Regions from separate parts of the Pan troglodytes genome. Here region 1 is linked to region 2. A link is a contact called in public HiChIP or PLAC-seq data. All regions are on one chromosome and are shown on one strand. The core of a region is the stretch at or near the end of the contact, and the rest is flanking DNA. Distances in the headings are between cores, read along the strand shown.

What was found. HiChIP or PLAC-seq counts read pairs in DNA pulled down with a chosen protein or histone mark.
Region 1: a contact with region 2 is called in an H3K4me3 HiChIP or PLAC-seq map of stem cell-derived excitatory neurons, with 9 times the contacts expected there. The contact joins the promoter of APLF here to the promoter of ANTXR1 in region 2. A contact is called at or near these places in 1 of 7 Hi-C or Micro-C datasets (stem cell-derived neural progenitor cells) and 1 of 1 datasets of contacts at active chromatin or transcription factors (stem cell-derived excitatory neurons).

The regions. Positions count from the first base shown.
Region 1 is chr12:54,273,628-54,278,959 of NHGRI_mPanTro3-v2.0_pri, reverse strand. APLF (aprataxin and PNKP like factor) reads left to right here and starts at 3,981. Exons shown (of 11, transcript XR_010149109.1): 1 at 3,981-4,316. FBXO48 (F-box protein 48) reads right to left here and starts at 3,808. Exons shown (of 4, transcript XM_001167525.7): 1 at 3,700-3,808; 2 at 2,626-2,961; 3 at 1,325-1,663; 4 at 587-850. The coding sequence starts at 1,630. The coding sequence ends at 689.
Region 2 is chr12:53,726,688-53,732,257 of NHGRI_mPanTro3-v2.0_pri, reverse strand. It overlaps ANTXR1 (ANTXR cell adhesion molecule 1), which reads left to right and starts at 2,254. Exons shown (of 18, transcript XM_525774.8): 1 at 2,254-2,761. The coding sequence starts at 2,610.

The DNA of each region.
Region 1 (5,332 bases), core at 2,732-5,231, 540 kb before region 2:
GTGTGGCATTCTGATGGTAAAGTGTTCTGGAAACTTTCCACTTACTTTCAGCCCCTGAGAGCCGTTCCAGGTTTATATACAAGTAATGGGAATCTCAATTGGACAAACTTTAGCCCTGAGATGACATTAACTTAAAACTAAACCACAGGCTTAACACATTAAAAATAGTTTCACTATTTGACATTTCAATCTGATTCCACTGAAATAGAAATGTTAAAGTCATTAAAATGTCAATGTATTAATTTAAATGTATTGCTATTAATTTCACTTAGCTAGTCTTCCCATGAGCCTAGTTATAACCACCACTTAATGAATCTTTAAGTCAGTTTAAAGTGGCTTCCTGAAATTTTGAATTATCATTAAGCTGAACATACAAATCACTCTTTCATTTAGTATTGCAAATATATTAACACAAATACATGAAACATTGTATTTGGAAATCACTCTATCAGTATATTATTTCTTATAAAAATAACATTTCATGATTTTTCCACATTACAATAAAACCAGAAAAATTTTACTAAAGTGCAAAACAAAAATAAAGCTTTACGTTTATAATAGTTCCATTTCATTTTCTTTTAAAAAGGTGAACAACAAAATGAACGAATAAAGATATCGCTTTTGCAACCTAAGAGTCATTTAAGTTTTAAACTTTCAAAGACCTGAGATTTGTGATTTTTTTTTCCCCTTATCTTTCCAGTTCTGCTTCTAGAATTTCCCCCCATGTATCTGCATCCATTGGGTACATGATTTTTTCTGGTAGGCTAATGGGAGAACAAATGTTGCTGTATCTGCCACTTAGCCATTCGTGTTTCACTTTACTCTTCTGGTAATTCCTCAGCAGTATCACCTGAAAGAGGTAAATCACCGTTAAAAAAAGACTGTAGTAGGTGGTTGGCTAGTGAATGTGTTTAAAGCAAGAGAAGCAGATTGACAGGGCTGAAAAAAAGAGTAAGTATTTACATTTATATATACGTACATTAATAAATGTATGTGTCTGTGTACGTGTGTGTATGTATATGTGTATTTATACGGAGTGGCATAAGGTGAAGTGAAAAGAAAGAGCTAATTCCCTTCTGGTTAACGCAGGAAAATTCCCGAATTTAGAATTTAAAAAATGCAAAAGGATAAATGAAAGATAGTGTGGAAACAGTGTGGTTAGCAGGAAAAGACTAATAACTTTAACTCATTTCCAAGAGTCAACACACTGTCTGTGTTATTCTGCATATGTAATTCTGTCTCCTCCAAGCAGAAGTTAGAATTGGTGCAAACCTGCTATCATAACGCTGTCAACAACACTGCAGATCGCAAAGATTAAACTCACCCTCCAGGAATAACCACTTTCTAGATCATCATCTATTTCTCTTCGGCACACAGCTCTTACAGTCATGCAGTGAGGTTTCCATAAAGAGTCACTGTTTCTTATTGTGTCATTCCAGCTCCTGCATGTCAATGAAGCCCTGCACAGACTCCGAATGTCCAGTTGACTGAAAATTTTAAAAGTGATTTCTGCAGGCAGCAGTTCAAAAAAGTTGTTTTGACTCTCATTTTTTTCCTTCTCAGCATCCACAGAGTTCGCTTCTGTGTGAGAAACTCCTGAATTATTGTTTCTCTTGGAGTTTTTATGCATAGCTTAATGTTTTAAGTTATCCTCATATGTAACCTAAAAGGCAAAATTTAAACATGCTCAGTCTCCAAATAGGAGTATAAATCCTACTTTAAGTCAGATGCTTTTTGGGTATAATTTAAGAACTCTTTCTTGACTTTAGCTTCTCAATCTGTAAAATGGGCCAATGCTGCCGCTCTCCTGAAAGTTCTTGCAAGGATTAACAGTGATAGTGGGTAAAATATCTAGTCTTGCTACATCTGAATTGCACATGGGAGGCACCCAACATGTTAGTTTCACTCTCACCCAGGCTGGAGTGCAGCTGTGTCATAATAGCTCACTGCAGCCTCAAACTCCAGCCTCAAGCGATTCTCTTGACTCAGTGTACCCCGCCCCTCTTTAAAAAAAAAAAAGAAAAAAAAAAAACAGAAAACCAAAAACTGTTTTACGGAGAAATGGTTCTTGCTATGTTGTCCAGGCTGGTCTTGAACTCTTGTCCTCAAGCAATCCTTCTGCCTCAGCCTCCCAGAGTGCTGGGATGACAGGTATGAGCCACCATACCCGGTACTTTTGTACCTTTGAAAATGTGTATGAGTCAATCCTATTAAACTCCTGAATACTTGTTGTACATGGGAACTGATGCCTCATCATTAATTTGCAATTTGTGACTTAATCATAAACTTGCTGGACTTCTAGTTGTTTATATAAGAATTTTATCTACTTGTATCTAATAGGTAGGTAGGTGCTTACATTTGACACAACTACTATCTGAAATGGACAAGAAGATGAGATCTGGATTATGAAACAAAGTCTCAAATATTCAACTCAGTCATAAGAGTAGTGTTTTAGAAATGGCCCCTTGAAGTTATCCTACATGCGTAATTACAAGCTAAGGATTATAGTCACTGAAGACATCAAGCAACAGTGAGTGACAACTGTAAACAATGTTTAGAACTCAGCTAGGTACAGTATGTGACTATTTGAAGCCCAGATTTAAAACTCAGTTTCAGCTAATTTACCTAAGGTGAATGGTGCAGGCTTCCCAAATCAGTTGAAAGCATGACTGGGTACATCACCATCCTTGAGTTACTTTTGTATATAAAGACAGCTTGTATTCACTTAAAATCAGTTTATTCCATTTTGCACTTCCTTTTATAATGGGGGTTGGTTGTGCAAGAGGAGAGGTTTGAGGTACAGCTAAATACTTCTTTTAACTCAGCTGAACACAAATCTCTTTTCTAGATGAGCTACTCAGCTATGTTTCCGGACTTGCCAAGACCACGGTGGCTCCCATTCATGATCCAGATTAGCTGTGGTGGCTGGAACTGCAGTCTGTGTTCAACAGAAGTCTTCTTCTTGAGGGTTTGGGGAAGTAAGAAAGCAAACGTAAAAACGGGTGAGTCAAGAGCAAGTTTTTGCCATGCACCTTGGCCCCTCCCACCACTAATACAAACCAAAGCCAAACCACAACGTTCTTGAAAAGAATCTCACATTAGGAAAACGTTACAATGCATTTAAACGTTACAGTGTGTTTATCCACTTCTCCCAGGATCTTACTGGGAGAATAAAATGCCTCCCCTTGTGGAATTCCTGTAACGGGAATGAAGGCTTTTGAATTTCACAGCAGGGGATGCCTTTGCGAGTTTCTAAAATCCCACTAGGAATCTTTCTTCTACGTCCAGGTTCGCCTGGATGCCTGGAAACGACCCCTCTTCTGCCCTTTCTCCTTTATGAACTGAGCTTTCCTGAATTCTCTCTCAAGTGAAGTAAAAGCTCGTCCCCCTTTCAACTATCACTCGGAGGGATAGATCGGCGGCAGCGCAGTCGGAGGGGCGGGGAGCCCCACTCCGTCCAAATCCCGCGGGTCAGGGCTAATCACCCCACGTCCCGTCTGAGCCACCCTCCTTGTGTCCCGCGCGGGTGGCAGCTGCTGGAACCCAAGAACACAGGGCACTGACAAGTGACAAAAAACCGTCAGCGTTGACTGTCACTGCGGCTCCAGGCCGCGGAGGGAAGGCTGAGCTTGCGTCCGGGCCGCGTCCCCGGGAGCGCAGACACCTAAGCCAACGGGAACGGAAGACCCTTCTACCTACTAGGCCGCGGTGGCTTCTCCTCCCGCGATTTAAATCCTCCGGAATTCGAATCCTTCCCCATAGCTCTTCGCATCCCGCCCACCTGAGTCCCGCCCTGCTCAGAACTCGCGCAGGCGCCGAGAGGGGCGCGCAGTGCCTTTGGGGATTGGTAGTTTTTTCCAGGGCATCTCCGCTCGGGAAAGGAAGTGAAGAAAGGCACCAGGACTACAAGGCCCGGCGTCCTCCAAGATGGGAGGGAGGTGAAAAGGGTGTTGGGGAATAAGCCGGGGTTTTTAAACAGTAGTTTTGAGGCGGCGTGACTGGGGAATCCCCGGTTGCGTCATTAGTAGGCGTGGAGGGGCGGGACTCGTGAAGCTGCGCTGGGGCCGGGCTCTGAGAGGACCGGCGCAGCCGCGGGGAGCCTTTGAGGCCCTCCCTCGGTGTTTTTTCCCAGGGCGTGGGCTTGCCCCGCGCGTGTCTGTGGAGGGCGGAAACAGCGGCGGGGCCAGTCTCCTGGCGAAGGGGCCTAATCCTTGCCCGCCATGTCCGGGGGCTTCGAGCTGCAGCCGCGGGACGGCGGTCCCCGGGTGGCCCTGGCGCCCGGGGAGACGGTGATCGGCCGCGGGCCGCTGCTGGGAGTAAGTGTGGGCGGGGGCTTAGCGGACCCCGAGAGCCGTGGAGTTCCGCGCCGGCTCCTGAAGACCGGCCCTAGTCCTGGCCGGTTTCCCCACCGCGCTGGTCCGCCAGTCCGGATTTTAGAAGTTTGGGGCCGCACGTTTTTCAGTTACCTTTAAGCCAATTCACAAACATTTCTTTATGTTGCTTTTAAAACACTGACTGTATTACCATTATTATCTTATCCAGGGATTGGCAAACTAGTGCCTGGGGGCCAAATCCAGCCTATGTTTGTATGGCCCCATGAACTAAGAATGATTCTTAAATTCTAAAATGTAAAATGTAAACAAAAAACCTACTAATTTTTCAGGGGGAATAGTTGCTCCAAGGGTTGAGGGTATTGCGGCTTGTCTTGTAAAGCCTAAAATATTTACAGTAGTGTCTGGTCCTTTACAGAAAAGTTTGCCAAACTGTGATATTACGTCTTCTAGGCTAATTTCTTTTAAGCTTTGGTCTCCTTTGCAGAGCTGTGTGGACCTTATTTATTTATATTATTTATTATTTCCAGTAAAATGAGTAGCTAACCCTTCATAAGTAATGTGTATAGCGTTCGTGTCATTGGTCTAAGGAGACATTACCTATACCAACATCTTTAACTGTCTCAAGACCGTATCAGTTAGGTATTTTTATTATCCTCATTGTTCAGATGAGAAAATTGAGCCATACATACATTATTTAAAGTCCATACATAAGCTTTTGGACACATAATGCCACAAAGCTAATATTCTCTACCTTCTTTGGGAGAGGTTTAGGAATAAGAACATTTGCATATTGCATTCTGGAATTCTATAGATCTCTTAAGTACATCTAGTCTTCTATTTTGTTCTTTAACATTCAACATTTCTTGTTTGGTGCTTACTGTGTAGAACATTTTGCAGATTCTAGCACTGTGGGGCATACAAAGATGAATGGAACATGGGTCCCTACCCTTTAGGAGTTTTCTCTTGGGACTAGGGAGACACCTGTGTCAGTGAGCTAA
Region 2 (5,570 bases), core at 1,005-3,504:
TCTCCTCCCACCCCTGGAAGAACTATGCCCTCATCTATCTTGGATAATGGTGTCTGTAACTTTGAAGAGCTCTATCAGGACACCCTCTGCTTCCTTCCGGGGTAATTTCCTAAACTATTTTGCCTGTAAAGCTCTCAACACATTCCTCTGTCACCTAAACTCTTAACAACTTGAGACGGCCCTGGGGGCATGACGGTGAGAGAAGATATTCTTAATGCTTCCCTGATTCCTCTCACCCCTCCACCCGCTTTCCACATTCAAGCCCTTTCCTATTCCTTGCCAATCCCATAAACACTCTCTCCATCACATTGTCATATCCCTTTTCTTCTCTTACCAGCTCCCACCAGTGTTTCTGCTTTCCCTTACCCATCTGATTTCTATAGATTTCCTCACTGTCTTTCAAGTCATTGAGCTGCAGTGGGGTCAGCATGGGTTTTCAATCCTTTGAGGAGAAAGAAGACATGGAAGAGGAAGACTTGGATGGTTAGGGTATTTTAATCTCCCTCCAATTATTTTTTTCCTGAGAGCAATAATTCCCAAAGTATGGGTTTAATACATGTTATCTATGAAACAACAGTTTCATGGTCAAGTAAGTCTGGGAAACACAGTTCAGCAATTTTTTTCCTACAGAAATTCTCAAGGCTTTAATATGATACCAGGCATATATTAGTTATCTTTTATTATATTTAAAATTGCCCCCAAACTTAGAGACTTAAAACACTAATAAAAATTCGCTTATTTCTGTGGATCAGGAATCAGGGAATGGCTTAGCTGGGTAGTTCTTGTTTGGGGTCTCTCATGAGGTTGCAGTCAAGATGTCAGACAGGGCTGCAGTCAGCTGAAGGCTTCACAGGAGCTCAGGAACCTATGTCCAAGATGGGTCACTCACAACGTTGGCAAAGTGGTGTTGGCTGCCAGCAGGGGTCTCAGTTCCTTACCACACGGACCTCTCCCTGGGGCTGCTTGTGTGTTCTCACGACATGGCAGTGGGCTCTCCTACAGTGAGTGATCCAAGAGAGAAGGGAAAAACCACAACATCTCTCATGGCCTATCCTCAGAAGCCACACACCATCTTCTTAATTACTCACAGGTCAGTCTCACCCAAGGTGGAAGGGGTGTGAATTCCAGGAGGTGAGAAACACTGGGTTCATTTTGGAGGCAGGTCAGTGCTACGCATGACAAATCTTCAAGGCTGATTTGACAACATGATTATTGGTTAGTGGAGCATTCCAAGACACTAGGATTCCATGGTACACATGTTGGGGGAAACCACCATGGACTGCCACATTGGGGTATAAGGGTCTGGGAGGCACACAAGTGGAGGGGACTATGTGTGTCTGGAGGAAGAATCCTGGGAAAACAGTACATGCGTACGCACTGAGGGCTCCCAGAGTGGAAGACAATAGGAAGCTAGAACTGGGGTACCACTCGGAACTGGGGCTCAGAGGCTGATTCTCCAATTTAGAGAGGCTAGCACAGAACTTCCCTGCCAATTCCAAACTGCTTGGAGCGTCTCTACTCTTGTAAGCTGTTTACTTCCTCCATCCTAAATCAAAGATAGAGAGAAAATGTCAAAGTTCACAGGCTGAAAAGAAGAACTATTATCATAGAATCTCTAAAAGATGGAGATGGTGGCCATCTAGAAGGCTCAGCTGTTCCATGCCGGGAGCAGCCCTAAGTACCACACTCTGTGGGGCTGTTTGTGATGGTTTCAGACCGGACCCCAACAGTCTCTTTTATGGTCCAGACTAAGACCATGTAAGGTCACTCTGATGACTCAGACCACAAAGGTCCCGTTTTTCCCCTACTTCATCTGCACAATGGCTTGTTTGCAAAGGTCCTAGCCTGGGGAGCCGGAGTCACCGTGCTTGGAGGAAACAAGTTCTCATCCAATGTTTAGTGACCTTATCAAAAGATGCAGGATAGGGAAGGAAAAGAAGGGATAGAAGGACTACAGAGAATGGAGGGGCGGTCACGGAAAAAGAAAGGGAAAGTGCGTGGGAAGAAGGAAGGAATAAGAAAACACGCACAGCTCACATGAGAATGGTAAGGACAAGGAAATTTATACGCGAAGCCTGGAAGCGCCCCCGCCCCCGACGCACTCCCGCGGGTCCCATGCGTGCTTTCGCCGCCTTTGTCCACAAGGTGGCAGCCTTTGAACTTTCTTCCCCGTAAGAACGCGAAAGGGGGGCAGAGAGGAAGGAGAGAAGGCAAAGCACTCCCCCCACCAAGAACAATTTGAAAACCCACCCCATCATATTTAAAATCTGGGACAAAGAACCGTCGGGACGGAACTCCTTCCATTGCAAAAGCTCGGCGCGGCCTCGGGAGCTGCCCGGCGGCCCCGGACCGAGGGAGCCCTCCCCTTTAAAAGAAGCGGAGGACACGATTGGGATCCTTGAAACCCGAAACCCAGAAACAGCATCGGAGCGGAAACCAGAGGGAAAACCTTGAACTCCTCCAGACAATTGCTTCCGGGGAGTTGCGAGGGAGCGAGGGGGAATAAAGGACCCGCGAGGAGGGGCCCGCGGATGGCGCGTCCCTGAGGGTCGTGGCGAGTTCGCGGAGCGTGGGAAGGAGCGGACCCTGCTCTCCCCGGGCTGCGGGCCATGGCCACGGCGGAGCGGAGAGCCCTCGGCATCGGCTTCCAGTGGCTCTCTTTGGCCACTCTGGTGCTCATCTGCGCCGGGCAAGGGGGACGCAGGGAGGATGGGGGTCCAGCCTGCTACGGCGGATTTGACCTGTACTTCATTTTGGACAAGTAAGTGCCGCGAGTTGTCCCCCCCACCCCAGGCTAAGCGGGCGAAAACGCTTTCGCCCCGGGCCGGGCTCGTTGGCAGGGTCGCCTGGGGACAGGAGCGCATCTCCAGGGGCACAGAGGGACCGCGCGGCAGGCGGCGGCGGAGTGCTGCGCCTTTGTTGGGGCGCGCTCCTCCCAGCCTCGGCTCCAGAGCCCGCAGCCGAGGCGACGCCGCTTGCTCGGAAGGGGACAGACTTCTTTTCTGTCTTGCTTTCTGTGTCCCAGGAGCATACAAGGGGCTTGGAGGATGCTATTGTCTTGCTGAGTTTCTGTGACTCCCTCCCGTGTTGGTGGTGGGAAAGGCTTGCTTACCAAAGGCAGAACTTGCAGGCACAGGTACTCCTAAAGTTAGAGGCTTGGGCATTTTAAAGCCAATCGTCGCATTTTGTTTTTGTTTTCGTTTTTTTGTTTTGTTTTGAAACGCTGTCCCACGGAAGGCGTTATCTTTGCTCCTAATCGTGTAATGCATACTTCTCACCGGGCACTGAGTGAGAATGAAAGGCAGGGTTTCTTAACCTTAGCGCTTCTGAGATTGAAACCTGGTAATTCTTTGTGGTGGGGGCTGTCCTGCGCGTTGTAGGATGTTTAGCAGCATCCTTGGCCTCTGCCCACTGGATGCCAGTAACATCCCCCGCCCCCCACTCCTTCCTTATTAGTGGTGACAACTAAAAATGCCTCCAGACATTGCCCAATGTCCCTCCCCTTCGACTTGAGTACCCCAGATGTAGGTGAATTCAAGCTCTTGGCCATTTGACTGGTGGGCTACCAGGGAGGTGCAGGAGCCCTGGTTTCCTTGCAAAAAGTGGTTAGGCTTTAGGATTTGCTCAAGGGAGAGCTGAATTCTGACCAATGAAGCACTTCCCAAATCCGCATAAGTTTGCCAAGCCACAGTCACCCAAGGAAGCTTCATGCTGTCTGCTGAAAACCAGCTTCAACGATAAAAAGCCCCTCACAGAAGATCCGTGCTCATTAAAACTGAGTGAGCTCTCCAGTGCCAGGAGAGGCGCTTTGCTGTTACAGTGGTGGGGAGAGGATTTCACAGACTGGAAAGTATTTAGGAGTTGGAAAAAGAGTCCTGCAAAATAAGCTGGCTAGCTAGACACCAAATGTGCTTTGCAGTTGCCCCTGGAGTTTGATTTTTCCGTAAAGGCTGTTTTGAACTCCAGATTCTTTGGATGAAAAGTGAGATTTCTTTTCTGCAGATTTATGAGAAGGTGGATACTGAAAATATGCTCCAGTGCTAAGGAATGGAATTTCTTTTGTTACTTCTAGTGGCTGGAAGCATCAGCTCACAGACTCAGAGACAGTGCATGAAAACAGTCGGAGGTGCTCCTCCTCCGTGCTTTTTTAAAAAGCCAATTCAGAATGATATTCAGGAAAATCTAAAAAAAAGAAAGGGGGGGGACAGAATCACCATGTCTCTGAATGGATGACTGTAGAGATACTATAGAGATATGGATACTGTAGAGATAACCAGTTTTCCCCAAATTAATTTAGAAATTGAATTCGACTTTTCAGTCAAAGTTCTGAAAGAGTTTGTTTTGATGATAAGAATTTAACAAAATGATTCTAGGCTTATCTTAGCAAAAAAAAAAAAACAGGTAAAAAGAGCTGAAACATTTTTGGAAAAGAATAATGAAGCCATATTCTCTCTCCAAATATTAAAATGTATTATAATGTAAATTAATAAAAACAGGATGGTAAAGGCCAAAGAATAGGTGGATAGAGTAGAAAATCTAAAAAGACAAGTACATGTAGATCCAAACACATGTAAACATTTAGTGGAATTTCCAATCAGTATATAATGATTCATTAATTTTAAAAAAAAATGGTTCCTGGACAAGTGATTGATAACATGGAGAATGAAAAAGGTTAGATTTATACTTTACAAACCATACACATAAATAAATTTCAGAAAGGTTGAAAATCTAAATATTTAGAATGAAATGATCAAAGAACTAGAAGATAATTTAGATGAATATTACTGTAATCTTAGGTTTAGAGCTTTTAAAACATGACAAGGAAGAAACCATAAAGGAAAATAGAGATTTGAATATATTAAAATTTTACACTTCTATAAATGAAAAATAAGCCATGAAAAAACATAAGAAGTTACAATAACTATTGCCACATAAATCACTCTCTTAAGATTGATTTTCATATATAAAAAGCAGTAAAAGCAAAATCCCATAGGAAATCACCTAAGTGCATAATTCACAAGAGAAAAAATATGAGTCAATAAATGAACCAAAAAGGTCGTTATTAATCAAAGAAATGAAAAAATCAAACAATGTAATTTTTATTAGGTTGGCAAAAACTTTTTAAAAAATTACAATATTCAGTATTGGCCAATTTGTGGGAGGTAGGCACTGTCATTTCTTACTAGGGAAAATGTAAATTGGTGCAGTCTTTCTAGACTTGCGCTGTCCAGTAGAACTTTCTAGGTCGGTAGAAAAGTTCTATATCTGTGCAGTTCAATACAGTAGCTACTAGCCATATGTGACTCGAGCACTTGAAATGTAGTTAGTGCGATTGAGGAAGTGAATTTTTAATTTTATATAAGTTTAACTAATTTGAACTTTAATAGCCACATGTGGCTACCATACTGGATAGGGCAGACAAGAAGATAATTTTGCGACACGTATCAAATGCTTTTAAAAAATGAGGGGTGTTCCTTTCCATCGAGCAATTTCATGTCCTAAAGAAAAAAAATCCAAATAGTCACAAAGAAGTACCTACATGTATGTTTATGGAGGTGCTGTTTATAATA